3 separate regions of the Mus musculus genome follow, and all the other regions are linked to region 2. The links are chromatin contacts, called in public ChIA-PET and promoter capture Hi-C maps. All regions are on one chromosome and are shown on one strand. The core of a region is the stretch at or near the end of the contact, and the rest is flanking DNA. Distances in the headings are between cores, read along the strand shown. Region 1 overlaps Tmem131l (transmembrane 131 like). Region 2 holds the start of Tmem131l (transmembrane 131 like). Region 3 overlaps Mnd1 (meiotic nuclear divisions 1).

Region 1 (2,700 bases), core at 155-2,654, 45 kb before region 2:
ATGGGCACCGATTTTTAGTTTTGCAAAATAAAAACAGTTCTAGAGATGAATGGTAATGATGGTCTCCTGGTTAAGGTGATGTCTAAGAAATGGTCAAGTCATGTAGACTGAACTGTATACTTAAAGTGGTCTAAATGGTGAACTTGATACTCTATGCATTTTACCACTACTCGGAAAATAAACAACAGTCTTAAAGGAAGTATTTTATCTAAACTAGAAGGTAAGTGTACTCAACAGTCTGTCTCCAGCACTGCACAATGGCTCTGGTAATTACACAGCAGACTCGCTAGGGGCTTGGAGTGGGGCTTGGGGGAGGGGGGAAACGCTTGCACGCCTAGCATGCCTGAGGCATGAGTACAACAAAGCGAGGAGCTTGTAGAGGCAATGGGCCAAGCCTGATGTCAAGCCTGACCCCTGGACCCCACGTGGTGGAAGGAGACAAGTGACTCCTCAAAGTTGTCCTCTGACCTCCACACCATGCTGTGACACATACACATAGACAAAGTAAACGAAAACAAAAGAACTGCTTTTTAAAGACACAGAGAAAGGAACTGATTTCCATATATAAAATAAGCATTACCTGGAAGTGCCCTGCCTGTTAATCCAACACCTAGAATGTTCAGTGAGTCCTTAGCACACTTTAACCTGAGGGGTGGAGTTATCCCACTCCTCCATCTTCATCATGGAAGCCCAACATCACAGACCCAGAAAGTGGCTGGAATCGATGCACTGCCAGCCTGTGGGAGGTGCTGCTCTTCTTCCCTCAGTTTCAGACACAGAGACCAGGGTCCCAGGGTGGGCTGCAAGCCTCCTGTTCATTCCCCTGAAACAGACATGCTCAACACCTGCTTTGTGAACTTGAAGAACTGTTTTAACAGCTGGATCCAGAAGCTACAAGGACCTATGACAGGGTCCCCAGTTCTTTTTAATGAACTCACTCAAGGCAAAAGTACTCCTCAGATTTCATTGTTAATCCACTTCAGGCAAGAGTCCCGGACACACCTAAAAGCCTGTCCCTTAATAGAACTGCTCCTAGATGAACCCCTGTCAGGATGGAAAGAGGGACCTAAAGAGCTCACAGCGGACTAGTCTCCCATGAGGGTGCTATTCAAACTTCCCCGTAAGTCCCCCGGGGGCCTTCCCAATTTGCTGCTTACTTATTTTTAAGATGCATAATAACTGAACACTCAACTTGAGTTTATTTTAATGCAAATTTAAGTCAATCTTAAAGCAAACTTCAGATAGTAAAATTGGCTTGAAAGAGGTAGGATTTACTCAAAGGCTGCAAAGACACCTGTCTCCAAAAGCCAGGCCAACTGAGGAAGCCGAGTTGCTCTCTGAGCTCACACCAGGTCCTGGCTGCAGGCTCTCACGAACATTTCTGCCAAGTGCTTCCCCTGACCTGACTGCAGCCAGTAGCATCCGCCCAGCATGAAGGTCAGGGCTTCTCTCTGGTAGTTCTGTTTTCAAGTGTAGAAATGTGTAAATTCCCTGAGGTCAGAGACCAGCAAACTTCCTTATTCCTCTAAAGCATCCACCAAGTTTCTGGCCTGTCCACAGCACACACTTAGTGTGTGTAGGGACCTGCAAGAGTCCCCAGGGCTTGAAAGGACACCGAGCCTTTGTCATCAGAACTCACCGGCTGCCTTTCTCCCAGCCTGACCTGCAGCTCAGTGTGGATGTGGATGCAGTATTTACCCTCCTGCCTACAGGGCCCGGTGGTCGCTCATCCCTGTCTCTGAAATTACGGGATCAAATCCACAGGCACCAAACGCCTGGCCCTGCTTTCAGATTCTATTTGCTGGCTACCTCACACGCTAATGTGTAAAGCTGTGCAGCTAGCTGCTCTCCATTCTGACTGTGTAGGCTAACTAGGCAAGGACATACAAAGTCCTCCAAGGGGATTTATAGCACTTACCTAGTGCCTGTCTTCTATTAACATTACTCAAAGCCTAAGGAAACCTTATGGTAGGTATCTGCACAAGGATAATATGGGGAGAGCTAACCATTTTCACATCCTTAACATCAAAAATAAGTGTGCTAAGCCACTAAGTAATCTTTGGCAGCTTCTATTGAAGGCTGACCTCCAGCAAGCAGCCCAGGGAACAGTTTGCACATGACATCAGGACAATTGCTATCCAGTTGTCAGGAGCTTAGAGAATCAGTTGCCTTTAAACCTCTACCATTACTTTCTCATTCACCGTGACCTTCCATTCTCACAAGGCAGGCAGTACTTGTCACCCACCAACTGGACAAGTAATGCGCATGTACACTCGGCCCTCACAGAAGGACAGGGAGGAGGATAATGCAGGCAAAGGCTACAGGCTATTTGTGGGCAAGAGAACTGGCTGTGCATCGTGTGCGTGCCTGTAACCTCAGTACTCCAGAGGCGGAAGCAGAAAGATCACTCCAAGTTTGAGACCAGCATAGGCTTCATTATAATTTCGGGCCAATCTGAGCTACAGAGTAAAACTTGAATCAAAATAATCAAAACCAAAGAAAAAGGGGCATTTTTAAATGTAGAAATAGTGCTCATTTTTCATGATCTAAACAAGCATGACAGAGAGTAAGGTCCCTCACTGTCCTCACGGTTCCTCAGACTCTGAGAGAAGGCTGACCTCTGGTCATGATACACCCCATTGATCCTGCGAAGGGGTCCCGGAAAGGATCCATGGGCTTCTTAAAGGAAACACAAGCCAA
Region 2 (2,700 bases), core at 96-2,595:
AATTCCAAGATTATACTCCTTTAAAGTCACTTCTTCATCCCAAAGCTACTTAGGCTAATGGCAAAGTACCACTCACTAACATTTATGAAATCAATATTCCCATTGTGTTCAACCCTCCAGCCACTTGCCATCCACACCACACCCGCCTGCTTAGAGACAGCCGTGGAGACCCAGAAGCGAGTCCTCCGCCCACCCTGGCCCACTAACGAGCCAAGGAAGTCGCCACTAGCCAGGCGCAAGGCTGTGAGACACACAACCCTGCTGAGGTGGCCTGGACACCCACCTTCTGAACTTGGGGCGGCCCTGACTCACACCCTGTCACATGGCGCGGGAGCCAGGCTGAAGAGCCACCGTTGCCAGGTGTTCAGGCTCGGCACGACCGTTTATTTGCCTTGCAAAGTGACCCGAGCGCTCCTGTGCCATTGGGGGGAAGGCCGGCAACCTCCAGGCCTCTCCTCCCTCACACGCCCACACCCGCCCTGTCACCGGTCCTCCTCACCTGAGTGGGCAGCAGGAGTTCCCCTTCTTCTGCCTGCCACAGCTCCACCACGTTCGGCAAGGGCTCAAACGCTGCACGGACACCAAAAAAACACACCGCGTTTGTAATGCACGGCAAAGAAACGCTTCCTGTTTCCTCGCCCGTCCCCTCGTGCCAACCGCCTGCCCCCAAACAAGTCTCCTTCTCCCCTCGCAGGGCAGGCCACCCGAGGGGTGAGCCGAGGATGCAAATACAATGCCCAGCCGGACCCCGGGGTCCAGAAGATGAGGGCGTGCGGGCTTGGTCAAGACCAGGGCATGAGGCCGCCGCACCAAGCACGGCGCGACCCCCAAGCCACCGGGCTGGGGGAAACAAAGCTGCAGGAAGCCGGGCGCGGCGAGGCACCCGCGCGCCACACAAAGCGGGGGATGCGCCCGGGGCGCAGGGGCCCGCGCACAAAGGCTCCGGGGCGTGCGCGGCTAGCGGTCCCTGAGCCCCACGCTGCCCGCTCCTGGCCCGGCCTAGAGTCGCCGAGGGGACGCTGCGGTCGCAGGGCTGCAGCAGCCCGTCTTCCCCAGCCGCCCGAGTCCCCTTCCTCCGCGAACCCTCACAGATTTCAACAGTTCCCTAAAAGAAAGGGGGGGCGGGGCGGCGGGGACAGCCAGCCCCGACGACGGGCTGACCTTGTCCCTGAGCCCCTCCCGGACGGCAGCAGGACAGCAGGACCTGGAAGACGCCCAGCAGAAGGTTCACGGCAGCGGCCGTGCGGCGGTAGGCGCCGGACTGCGGGCGCCGGAGCCCCGCCATGCTGGTGCTCGCCGCGCTCGCTCGCAGCGATCTTGTTCTCTTGTTTGGTGGCGCCGCGGCCGCCAGGCCGCGCCCCGGGCCCGCCCCCGCGCCCTGGCCCCGCCCCGCCTCCGGGCCCGCCCCCCGCTGTTGGGCCCGCCCCCGCAGCTGTTGGACTGCTGCTCAGCGCCGGCGCGCCGCTTGCTCCCGAGCGCGTGTGCTCCGCAGATAGAAGGGGATGGAACGCGGCGGGGAGCGGAGGGACGAAGACAATGCGAACGCTCACAGCGCGCAGCACGTGCCCGAGGGCCCCCAGAAGCTTGACTCTGGGGGCTGGGGCTCGCGGCCCACGGGGAGAGGGTGTTGTCGTGAACTTTCATGAGGTTCTCTTTGTCGATGACACCCGGGCCACGGTGGGGGCACTAACCCCCCGGGGGGAGGGGTCCTGGGAATGAATCGTAGCCCAGCGCTTGGCCTTGAACAGGATATTAGTGGAAATATTGCTGTGGTTGTCAGGAAACGCGAGTGCAGCCGCACAGCTACTGCCTGTTATGCAGCGAGGATATCCGGTGGCTGCGAGGTCTGTAATTTAGAATAAAAAGCTCTCCCAACACCCGAGAGGCTGACCTCAGCGCCGCGTGGCGGTAATGCGCTCAGCGCCCTCTGTGGAGACGGTCCAAATCCTGACAGGTGGGAGAGCTTAGGTTAGACCTTCAAGAGCCCTGCAGATGGACCTGCAGAATCAGACTGCAAAAGTGAGCCAGCCACTTGCTAAACGTAGTTGAAGTGGAGGGCACAGATCGCCTGCCAGTTAACAATATTAATAAGTAGTGTAAGTCATACTTGGAAATTTATTTTCTGCCTCTGTTTTTTTTTTTTTTAAGTTGATTTGCTGTGTGCAGCAAACGTAGCTCGTATGAAACTCAGAGACTGTGAGCTTCAGGAAGTGATGGTGTACACCTGTCTGCTTACATTGATCTTCTGTTTAATTGCTTCTGGAGCCTTCCAGTCTAGACTATGGGAAAAAATGTAGTCTCATAGCAGGTCAGATGTTGGTCAAGGACAATATGAATGATGGATGCTCTCTTCATAATACCATACTGTGAACCTAATCTCTTTGTCTGGATGTAACTCTAAATGAGGTTAAACCACCTGATTTCTTTGCCATACTTAACACTTGATAAAAGCAAATGTCCACATGGAAATGTCATTTTGCTTTGTCCAACTTGAGCAGCTCCAATTATTTCTTACTCCCCCCCCCCCCAGATTGCTTGGGTGCATCCCTGGCAAGGATGTCCTGTCCTATCCCATTGGACCCTTTTTTTCCTCTTCATTTCACTTCTCTGGGTTTCTATTTGCCCCTCGGATACTGAAATTCCCTCACTGCATTCAAGGGTCTCAGAAAATCGATGGTATGTCCCGGCTATCGCATGCAA
Region 3 (2,756 bases), core at 105-2,604, 53 kb after region 2:
GACCAGACAGGGCACAAGTTCAGAAAAGCTCAAAGGGTCAGGGAGCAAACGAGGCGTTGCGAGCGGCTACCCTCTGCCACACACACGCGCTGTCCTTCCCACCACTTGTGTGCTGCTCCTCACAAACTACTGGAGGAAAGTCATACACTTTCATTTACGTTATGTGTGGTAGGGGCAAAGTGAGCATGTGTGTGTGTGAGATGGTGCATGAGTGGAGGTCAGACTCAGCTCTCACCTTCTGTCATATGGGTCTAACTTAGATCCTGACCCATCTCAGCCCCCCCTCCCCCACCATCGTTTGTTTAATCCATGAGGCCCCTTGCTTCATTAGCACACTCAAAATTTAACATTTATCAGATTTATATACCATATTTGTTATCACTATTATTTTTCTTAGCTATTTGGGAAAGGTCTTATGTAGCCAGACTATCCTTGAACTCACTACATAGCCAAGACTGGTTTCCTTGCTCCAATTACTGAGTGCTGGGATTACAGACATGTGTCACCATACCTAATGACATATTTCTCACTTACACTTCACCTGATACAATGCTCTTTTTCTCTTCTCTTTTCTTCACTAAAGCACTATTTTGTTTAGGAAACAACTCATAATAAAATAAATATAAATAAAATAAACATGATAGGTGATAGACAGACAGACAGACTGATAATTAGAAGGCCAAAGGGTTATTAATATTTCCTACTTATTTTATTATAAAATGGATTATGGGAAATGAGGTCTAAGCATTCTGTGAAACACAGCCTGAACCAGCAGCAGGAAACTGGCACACATGCTTGCTCTCCGAGGCTAACCTGAGACTCAACAGCCTGTAAGTTCTTCCGTCTCTGCTCCAGCCCTAGACATACCCTGCCGTGGGAGCACAGTGATAGGACTAATACATGGGCAGCGTTAGATTGTCCCCAGGTGGAAACACTCAGTCACCATCATTTTATTATCAAATATTGGGAAACATCAGGGGTACTTTCTGGCAGGTTTAATCTTGTTAATCATACTTGTGTATAAACCATAACTATCATTATTTTCTCCTAAATAATGTCTTCTTTAGGATACACAGAATGCATTGTTGGGAGAAAAGACTTGACACAGGATGGAATCTCACTATCTAGTCCAGGCTGACCTTAAATTCAGGGTCTTCCTGCCTCAGCCTCCCAACCACTAAGCTGTGGGCAGGTGCCACCACACCTGGTGCCACAGTGCCCTATTAACTCCTACTTCTTAAATGTACACCAGAAAAAGCAAGCAGGCTTCCAGTGAAGACTCAGAAAGCTAGTCTAGTTCCTGTTGCCCAACACACTGTGGCTGTGCACTCCTTGGACCTTGACTGTTTCTTCACACTGAGGTGCAATGATCACACCTGCCTTGAGGATTACCACAGAGATAAGATGAGCGTACACCACAGACACTCATAACAGTAAAGCAGCAAAGAGCCCTTACAACACATTAGCACTTCTTACTTGCAGGCGACAAACCTTCAGGATTCCATGATACTCCCAAATGGATTCTAAATTCAAACCCATGAAGCTGTAGGCTGCAGATATAATCAACGGGAGGGTGTTTGCCTGCCACGTATGAAGTCTCACATTCAGTCCCCAGCACCAAAGAAAAGCAAAGCCACATGGAACTTCAGTTTCACCTCATTAGAGATGAAAGGGCAGTGATCAGGAGCTTAGCTTAGGCAAAGCCACACAGAAGTTGGACCTGGAGCTGCTGCTGGCCTCACAGAACAGAAATATACTTTTATAAAGGTGAATCATAATTCGTGTGAAGACACTGGCTTGTATGCCACGGCGGAGCCTTTGCTGTAGTCACTGTCCCACTTACCAGTCCATCGATTGGCGGCTTCTTTAGCTACTTTATTTGCTTCACCTGAAATAAAAAAGGATAAAATAATATGCATTTATTTATACAAATAAGACTATCTCCAACCCTCTACAGATATGAACCAATGTATTATAAATTTCACATGCATTAGAAATTACCATGAAAAAGATCAAATGGTACTCTAACACTGTCTTAAAAACCTCCTCAAATGCTCAAGAAAAGTTTGGGTTATTCAGCTACACTCAGTAAAGAACAGGAAGACAATGTGAACAGCCTCCCTGTTCTGAATCTCACCCCCACTGTACTGACTTCTTTAAAGCCCAGGCTTATTCGATACACTTTATTTGTCTGTTTGCTTGTTTACTGGGGGTAGCACAGCAGAGGTGTGGAAAGGTCGCCTTGGAGAGGCTGTGAGACCTGGTGGCAAACATTTTCATCCTCTAAGTCACCCTGCCAGCCTCTAAAGTACAGGTTTAAATGAGATGCTTCTGAGACAACGTACCTCATCAAATGACAAAAACAACTTAGTGGTAAGAGTTTTATGTATATATTCCTACACTATGATAAATCTAACTTTAAACATTTTTAGAGACAAGCGAGGCATGGTGTTTCACATAGAAAACAGAAACAAGGGGATCTCTTAAAGGTCACAACCAGACTGGTCTACATAGTGAGTCCTAAGAGACTTTGTCTACACAACAAATCAAAATAAACATTTTAGAGGCAAGAAAATAATCCCATAGGAGAAAACGTTTCATTTACTTTATACAGTAAATATCTAACCTTAGCTAGGCACATGGTTGTTACTTCATGCTGGAGGCTGAGACAGGAGGATCTCAGGTCTGAGACCAGCATGGACTACATGTAAGAATTTGTCCCAAAACAAAACCAAAAAATTTAGAGCAATGACTAC

Evidence for each region. Promoter capture Hi-C pulls out the DNA fragments that hold promoters and counts their contacts. ChIA-PET counts read pairs in DNA pulled down with a chosen protein or histone mark.
Region 1: a contact with region 2 is called in a promoter capture Hi-C map of liver, with 1.9 times the contacts expected there. The contact joins the enhancer-like site here to the promoter of Tmem131l in region 2. A contact is called at or near these places in 4 of 39 promoter capture datasets (3T3-L1-derived adipocytes, the C10 cell line, liver and 1 more), 32 of 484 Hi-C or Micro-C datasets (the AML12 cell line, LSK cells, the N1E-115 cell line and 17 more), 9 of 115 datasets of contacts at active chromatin or transcription factors (the HPC-7 cell line, the SCID.adh cell line, embryonic forebrain and 2 more) and 3 of 9 other capture datasets (adipose tissue, liver and pancreatic islet).
Region 3: an RNA polymerase II ChIA-PET map of memory CD8 T cells shows a contact between it and region 2, with 2.5 times the contacts expected there. The contact joins the enhancer-like site here to the promoter of Tmem131l in region 2. A contact is called at or near these places in 5 of 39 promoter capture datasets (3T3-L1-derived adipocytes, the C10 cell line, liver and 1 more), 1 of 15 datasets of contacts at CTCF or cohesin (large pre-B cells), 9 of 484 Hi-C or Micro-C datasets (CD8 central memory T cells, ECoMG-derived neutrophils, Th1 cells and 5 more), 6 of 115 datasets of contacts at active chromatin or transcription factors (the SCID.adh cell line, embryonic stem cells, large pre-B cells and 3 more) and 2 of 9 other capture datasets (adipose tissue and liver).

Annotation. Positions count from the first base shown.
Region 1 is chr3:83,994,052-83,996,751 of GRCm38.p6, forward strand. All of the region lies in intron 3 of Tmem131l (transmembrane 131 like), which reads right to left. Among named protein-coding and RNA genes, the nearest start is that of Tmem131l, 45 kb to the right of the region's middle. Within about 2 kb of position 1,405, at least 85 of the 459 cell types and tissues checked have an H3K27ac peak or open chromatin away from gene starts, as enhancers often do. A contact at or near this core is called in the AML12 cell line, the SCID.adh cell line, adipose tissue and 7 more, where this site is marked.
Region 2 is chr3:84,038,816-84,041,515 of GRCm38.p6, forward strand. It overlaps Tmem131l (transmembrane 131 like), which reads right to left and starts at 1,346. Exons shown (of 35, transcript NM_172681.4): 1 at 1,162-1,346; 2 at 500-570. The coding sequence starts at 1,285. Gm30352 (a long non-coding RNA gene) reads left to right here and starts at 1,406. Exons shown (of 4, transcript XR_867387.3): 1 at 1,406-2,096.
Region 3 is chr3:84,091,712-84,094,467 of GRCm38.p6, forward strand. Mnd1 (meiotic nuclear divisions 1) reads right to left here. Exons shown (of 8, transcript NM_029797.3): 7 at 1,844-1,888. Among named protein-coding and RNA genes, the nearest start is that of Gm30458, 31 kb to the left of the region's middle. Within about 2 kb of position 1,355, at least 20 of the 459 cell types and tissues checked have an H3K27ac peak or open chromatin away from gene starts, as enhancers often do. A contact at or near this core is called in CD8 central memory T cells, the SCID.adh cell line, Th1 cells and 1 more, where this site is marked.